2 separate regions of the Drosophila melanogaster genome follow, and region 2 is linked to region 1. A link is a contact called in public Hi-C data. All regions are on one chromosome and are shown on one strand. Each heading gives the region's core, a stretch centred on a gene start, on an enhancer-like site or on the middle of the called end of the contact. The rest is flanking DNA. Distances are from core to core; before and after follow the strand shown.

Region 1 (3,153 bases), core at 239-2,738:
AGCATTCCGATCGAGGCGAACGAGTAATCTCCTACTCCAGTAGAGCGCTGAACGCAGCGGAGAGAAACTTTTCTGCAACGGAAAAGCAATATTTAGCAATAGTATAGAGGGCTGGAGGGCTACCACTTCAAGGTCATCACGGACCGTATGGCTCTGAATACACAGCATTCCGATCGAGGCGAGCGAGTAATCTCCTACTCCAGTAGAACGGTGAACGCAGCGGAGAGGAACTTTTCTGCAACGTAAAAGCAATAGGGCCAGTTGAACATCGTCGCGGACGCGCTTTCAAGACAACCTCTGCAGGAGGCGAGCCGAAGAGTGAGAGTGGAGGACGACGAACAATCGAGAGAGCAGCAGGGATGCAGGTAGATGGAGGAGATGCGAAGAAGTAAAACAGCAGCCGCAGAAATTTTGGGACTATTTGAAAGAGGACGGCAAGCTGTTACGACACTTTCCGCATCGGGCGGGCAACGAGGATGTGGCATCGTGGAAGATGTGTGTACCGATCCGGCAGAGGCAGCGCGTCATGATCGAAAACCACGACATGCCAACTGCGGGACACTTGGGAAGTCGCAAGACGATTGCCAGGATTGCAGTTCATTATCGTAGGCCGGGAATGCATCGAGACATAAGAAAGTACGTGCTAAACTGCGAGAGCTGTATGAAGTACAATCCCAGCCAGCTACCGGCGCCCGGAAAAATGTTAACACAGGTGCCGGAAGAACCATGGGCAACCGTGTGCGCAGATTTCGTGTGCCCCTGACCGCGGTCCAAAAACGGAAATTCGATGATGTTGGTTCACAGACAACGGGGTGCGGATCACAAGTAGGGCGTTCAGGAGGTTTCTGGAGCAGCTGGGCGTGCGACACCAGCTCACGGTTCTATATACGCCGCAAGAGAACCCTACGGAAAGGGCAAACAGGACCGTCAAAACAATGATCGCTCATTTCACAGGTGCCGATCAGAGGACATGGGACGAGCACTGGCCGGAGCTGCAGCTTTCGGTTAACACAAGTGTGGAGGAGACCACAGGATACTCGCCGGCATTCATAACGCAGGGAAGAGAGACGAGGCTGCCCAACGCGTTGTTCGACGAAAAGACGACCGAGACTGGCAAGTGCACGCAGACACCGGCGGAAAACGCGGAGAAATTGAAGAAAATCTTCGAGCTGGTGCGGAGAAATATGGAGAGGGCGGTGCAGGTTTAGGAGCGCCACTATTACTCCGAAGACGGCCGTGGAAACCCAAGGTCGGGGACACAGTATGGGTCAAAAAGCCCCACCTGTCAAAGGCAGCCGAAGGTTTTGCGGCAAAATCGGCCCTAGTAATATACGTCCTAGAACACAACGCAACCAGGAAAGAAAAGACGACACACATCAGCGATCTGAAGCCGGGAAGTGCGGGCGCCGGCGGGCCAGGAGACTTCGAGGAATAAACGAAAAAAAAATAACAATACGTTGGTGAGGAAGGGGGGAAGACGATACAGGGTATCGATACGAAACAGAAGTTGCCAACACACACACACAGACCCGTTGGAGACCAAGTCTACATCGCCGTGAAGACGGACGTCTTAAATTAACTGCGCAAAATACTCGAAACCATAGAAGTTGTGTCGGCCGGTGTGTGCGGCAAACTGGCAAAACCACACGGTGTAGTCGCGCCATAGTTTTGCGCTGCAATCACGCGAGTTAATTGTGCGCCTGTTTCAGGTAAATAGGTAATTTATTATCTTGCGATTGTTGCAGCGGATAAAACAGCTGATAGCGCTGCCAACTTGGCGCAGCGGGCGATCTGGAGAGGGAGGCGTTGCCAGATCAGCCGTGTGATCAGTGTTGTGTTGCGACAGTAGGGCGCTAAATTCAAAATTAAATTTAAAATTAAACCGTTTAAATTTAATTTAATTTAATTTTGATTCTGGTTACTGGCACAAGTCTTTAAGAAAGGGGAAAAGGCACAAAGGTCGCGGACAGACCAAATATCATCCTCTCACCGTGCTGGTGCCTAAGCAGAGGCTCTGGTGTCCGAGTCGAGGCGGTACAAACCTCCATCCGTAAAAGCCAGGGGGAAATCCGTGGCCTACGTGGGAGCCCCTTTCTAAGGCTGGTGCTTCGCCTAGGTAACCTTAGGCCATCCTTCAGTTGATGGACAGCGCAGTGGGGGGCAGTCCCTCTGATCGCAACGACCCGTTAAGGAAGAGCTCCCGACTTTCGAGATCCCCCACAAGAGGAGTCGGTAACCCGACCCATGGTGACGGAATCTCGGTCCCGTCGGTGGCAAGGGGTGAGCACGCAGGCCCCCCGCAGCCGTTGACTAGCGACTGCAGCGATGCTGTAGAGGTGGAGAAATTGGCTCCTACAGCATCTTCGACCGCGACAAGTCAGAAGACGATGGACCACATCGCCGTGCCATCGCAAAAGACGGGAGGGAAGTCCCCAGCTGGTTCCCCTCATCGGTCTTCGGACTTGACCACTGCTCTCCAGAACGACGACCTGAGGGGCATACTTATGAATGGCAAGATCAGCACCCTGCTATCTGCATTCGAGGCCCAACGGCACGTGACACGAGAGACAAAGGGCATAGCTTCCGAACTCTCAGCCCTTAACAACAGGGCGATAGAGCTGTACGAAGGTACTACTAGCGAGCACCGCTTGAAGAGCAGCGCTACTCAGACGGAGACACAAAAGCCTACCAAAAAGGCTCCACAAAATGCGCAGGTACCCAAGGTGCAAGTGCCAAAAGTCCAGGCGACCCAGCCGAGCAACCATACGTTGGGTGGCAACGGTGAAGAAAAGGCGACATCCATACCTAATGAGTCCAAGCCAGGCAGCTACGCATCTGTCGCCAAGAATGCTAGCACGGGTGCAGAGTGGACCAAGGTGAAGCCTAAAAAAAGACAGGAGAGGCTTCGTACGCAGAGATGCTTCGGAAGCTAAGATCGGACCCGAGCCTTAGCGAACTGGGCAGTCACGTGCGAAAAATCCGGAGAACGCAGAAAGGTGAGCTGTTGCTTGAGGTAGAGGGGAAAGCTTCGGAAAGCGTTCCCAAGTTTAAGAGCGATCTGGAAGCGGCGCTCAATGACTTGGCCTTTGTGCGCACAGGGTACTCAGGTGACCTCTCAAGAGTCACTAAAGTACCAGGGGGTAATGATAGATC
Region 2 (3,333 bases), core at 352-2,851, 160 kb before region 1:
AGCGATAAATAAAATAACTCAAATTTATGATGAGCTGCAGCTGCCTTGTGTTTGTCAGCGATAGTTTCTCAATATACCAGCGATGTTCTTTATCCTCCTCATTCTCAAGAGCTTTCGTTAGGGCGCGTGTTGCCGTCTTTAGCCGGTGCTTTGTGGCTGGTGATCTATGGGTTTTCCACTCTTGTCGGAGACGTCGTTTTTTAGCACTAAGTTCTCGATTTGCCTGTTCGTAGTCCCATATCTTAAGTGTTGCTTAGAAGTAATTTGGCGTGTTGCAGCACTAGCGACTTTTGTTATTATCGACTCAAATGTTTTTACAGAACTTACAATATCTTAATTTGTGTCTAGCATAGGATTGAGTTCTAAGTGTGTGCTGACATATTTTTTATACTTTAACCAGTTTGTGTCTGATGTTGTAACATGATGCGGCCATTCCTTAATTTCTGGCTGCCGAAAAATGTTGAAGAGTACGGGTGAGTGGTCAGATGAGAGATAGAGAGAAATCCGAAGCAGCAGGCAGTCAGGACGGGAACGACGGAGAGCACGTGATATCGTTCGCCAGTAGGAAGCTAAGTGCTATGTAACGGAGGTACGACCGATAGTCCCTATCAACTTCACCACGAATAAGCTTACAAATAAAGACTGTTCCAAGCATCGTTCCACGGTTAGCTAGGGAACGTAAATTTATTAAAATAAGGTTTGCATCTCAATTTAGGCGTCGAAAGGCAAACAAAATGAAGTTTTTTTTTTTTGCCATTTCAATGCTCTCTGAGTAAACTACGTATTAAGGACTCCAAACAGGTGATCCATACTCAAGAATCGGACAATCGAAATGAATAAGAATTCCTTTGCCACCTTTTAGAAAAGCTAAGCACACCCCTGGCCTTATTGACAATAGTCGATATATGGTCTGAAAATTTTAGTTTAGGGTCCAGAAGAACACCAAGATCATAAGCCCGTGATATTCTGCCTAAAGAGCGTCCCTTTATGTGTAAGACTTGTATATTAGGTTGACACGATACAAGCTCATAACTTTACACTTGAAGTTTAGTACGTTATCACGGCACCATATTTAAAAGCTATCAAGATCGGATTTTAAGTCCAAATGGCAATATATGTTATAATTTGACATCGCCTGCGTAACGTAAGTACACCCGAATGTTTTATTACTAAAGGAAGGTCGTTAATAAGTAAGACAAAAATAAGCGGACCAAGGTGGCTGTCTTGTGGGACACCGCATGTGATTCGGAGAATACAAGAAAAAAATTTTATATAAGAGTCAAAAGTTTTCCAAAAGTCAGTGTAAAAAAAATTATTGGTCACTGCTCTGCGGTGACGGATTATCGGCAAAGCAAGTACTAAGTTGTGTTGCTTTTACCCTTCGCTCTGCGCCCTGCGCAAGCGGTAGGCTGTTACAAGTTACTTTTCAGACTTTTGATCGTAAGCATCAATCAATTGCTTTATACTAAAGAAGTATATTTTCATGCATTGGAGAATTCATTTTTTCATTCGCGATTTAGCAAAGAATGAGTAAAGTAGCTGGGACCGACCCACGAGAAATACGCTCCCATCTTCGCACTAGCCGTGCAGATATATCCTCTACCATGGGCGGAATGCCAATCAAATATGCAGTCCCCAGCTCGATGGTATCAATCAGCAGAAACATCAATTCCACTGTTACCTGGACTATATACCGGCTGCTCAACCGCGCCTTATGTCAATGACCTGCCAACAGAACTGACATCACTGCCCAATAAGTCACTTAAAGCGAAATGCACATTGTAAAAATATAATCGCATTATCAATAGGAAACGAAAAGCCGTGTCGCAGCCCTCATTACTTTACCCATTCGCCTTAAAAAAACAATCGGTTTGCACTTTTGTCCACTGAAGCAGAGAATAATGGATACTGATCCTGATATTGAAGAATGTGGCACCCAAAATGGTGACAGACGATCCCCAAAAATTCACCACGTCTCCACCAATATGCGTACCACGTGTAAGCGATCCGAACACCTTGGAACGGGCCCTTAACAAGAGCATTGATTCCTCTAGCTACTACAGAATGAGGCAGCATAATTTATTTTTTTTTCAGAACTCAATTAAAACTATTGTAGACATAGGAAAATATTTATTTATTTTTATAATTTAGGTACATGTCTGAAGTTTTTATTTATATATTTTTTTAAAGATGAAATCTGATAGGTGACGTCCCCCATTCACCAAACATTTCGTAAACCGATTTCTGGCCTTTGTCGTGACTCTTGTTAAAATAGCAGGTGTTAGGTTGGCAAGTTCCATTTGGATTTTGGTTTTTGGTTTTCAAATCTTGTACGGTTCTTGGACAGTTCACATAAGAACGGGATCTCCAAAATCCCCATAGAATAAAATCACGATGGGACAGATAGGGAGATCGTGCCGGGCAAGATCAACGCGTTCATCCGTGAACACAACACAACACAGCACAACAGGTGGCAAGAGTCACAACGGGGACGCTGGACTTACAAACTCATCCCGGAACTAACGGAGTGGGCTGATTGCGAGCACAAAACGGTGGACTACCACATGACCCAGTTCCTCACGGACCATGGCTGTTTTCGAGGGTACCTATTTAGGTTCCGCCACGAGGATACAGCCCAGTGCCTTTATAGCACAGACGCAGTGGAAACCGCAGAGCACATCCTACTGCACTGCTCCAGGTTCGCCGAGGAGAGGGCGCAACTCGTGGCGCTCGCTGGGTCACCTCTCAGCCCGAGAGGCTTGGTTGCTGCTATGATGGCGGACGAAATCCTTTGGGATGGGGCTCACGTGATCATCGTCACCATGATGAAGCGTGTCCATAAGGACGAGATGGCCAATCGGAACTATAGATAAGGAGTACTCCCGTATGTTGGCGGGGCAAGAACTCTACGACTGTACGCTCAGTTGGTCGTAAAAAGGCGCTGCTGTGCACCGCAAAAGAAGATGGTGTGCAACTTGGCATCACATCCTGCTCACCGATGAAATACCTTGACTGGCAGTCCCGGTGAGCTTGACAAGGACAGGAGAGAGAGCGGAGGTTTTTTTTTAGTACGTAGGCATAAGCCCTCAGCTGAGGGTTATGAATCGTGCATGCCATCCAATTACGTTAGATGGTATCTTTAGAAGATTTCATTTTCCTGCCGTATATAATAAAAAAAAAATAATAATAAAAAAAAAAAACACAACACACAACGACCCGTTCAGGAGGAGTGGTAGGCTATCGAGGTCCCCTATAAGAGGAGTCGGAACCCCAATCCAGGGAGCGGGAGGTGAGCGAGCAGGCCCCCCGCCGCCGAAAACTAGCGAATGCAGT

Evidence for each region. A called contact is a pair of places that touch in the nucleus more often than the background predicts.
Region 2: a Hi-C map of the Kc167 cell line shows a contact between it and region 1, with 1.8 times the contacts expected there. The contact joins two enhancer-like sites. A contact is called at or near these places in 21 of 107 Hi-C or Micro-C datasets (the D17-c3 cell line, the Kc167 cell line, the S2 cell line and 7 more) and 1 of 6 datasets of contacts at active chromatin or transcription factors (the Kc167 cell line).

The regions. Positions count from the first base shown.
Region 1 is chr3L:23,302,981-23,306,133 of dm6, reverse strand. No RefSeq gene overlaps it. Among named protein-coding and RNA genes, the nearest start is that of lncRNA:CR46475, 25 kb to the right of the region's middle. Within about 2 kb of position 1,488, at least 1 of the 39 cell types and tissues checked has an H3K27ac peak or open chromatin away from gene starts, as enhancers often do. A contact at or near this core is called in the Kc167 cell line, where this site is marked.
Region 2 is chr3L:23,464,684-23,468,016 of dm6, reverse strand. No RefSeq gene overlaps it. Among named protein-coding and RNA genes, the nearest start is that of AGO3, 88 kb to the left of the region's middle. Within about 2 kb of position 1,601, at least 5 of the 39 cell types and tissues checked have an H3K27ac peak or open chromatin away from gene starts, as enhancers often do. A contact at or near this core is called in the Kc167 cell line, where this site is marked.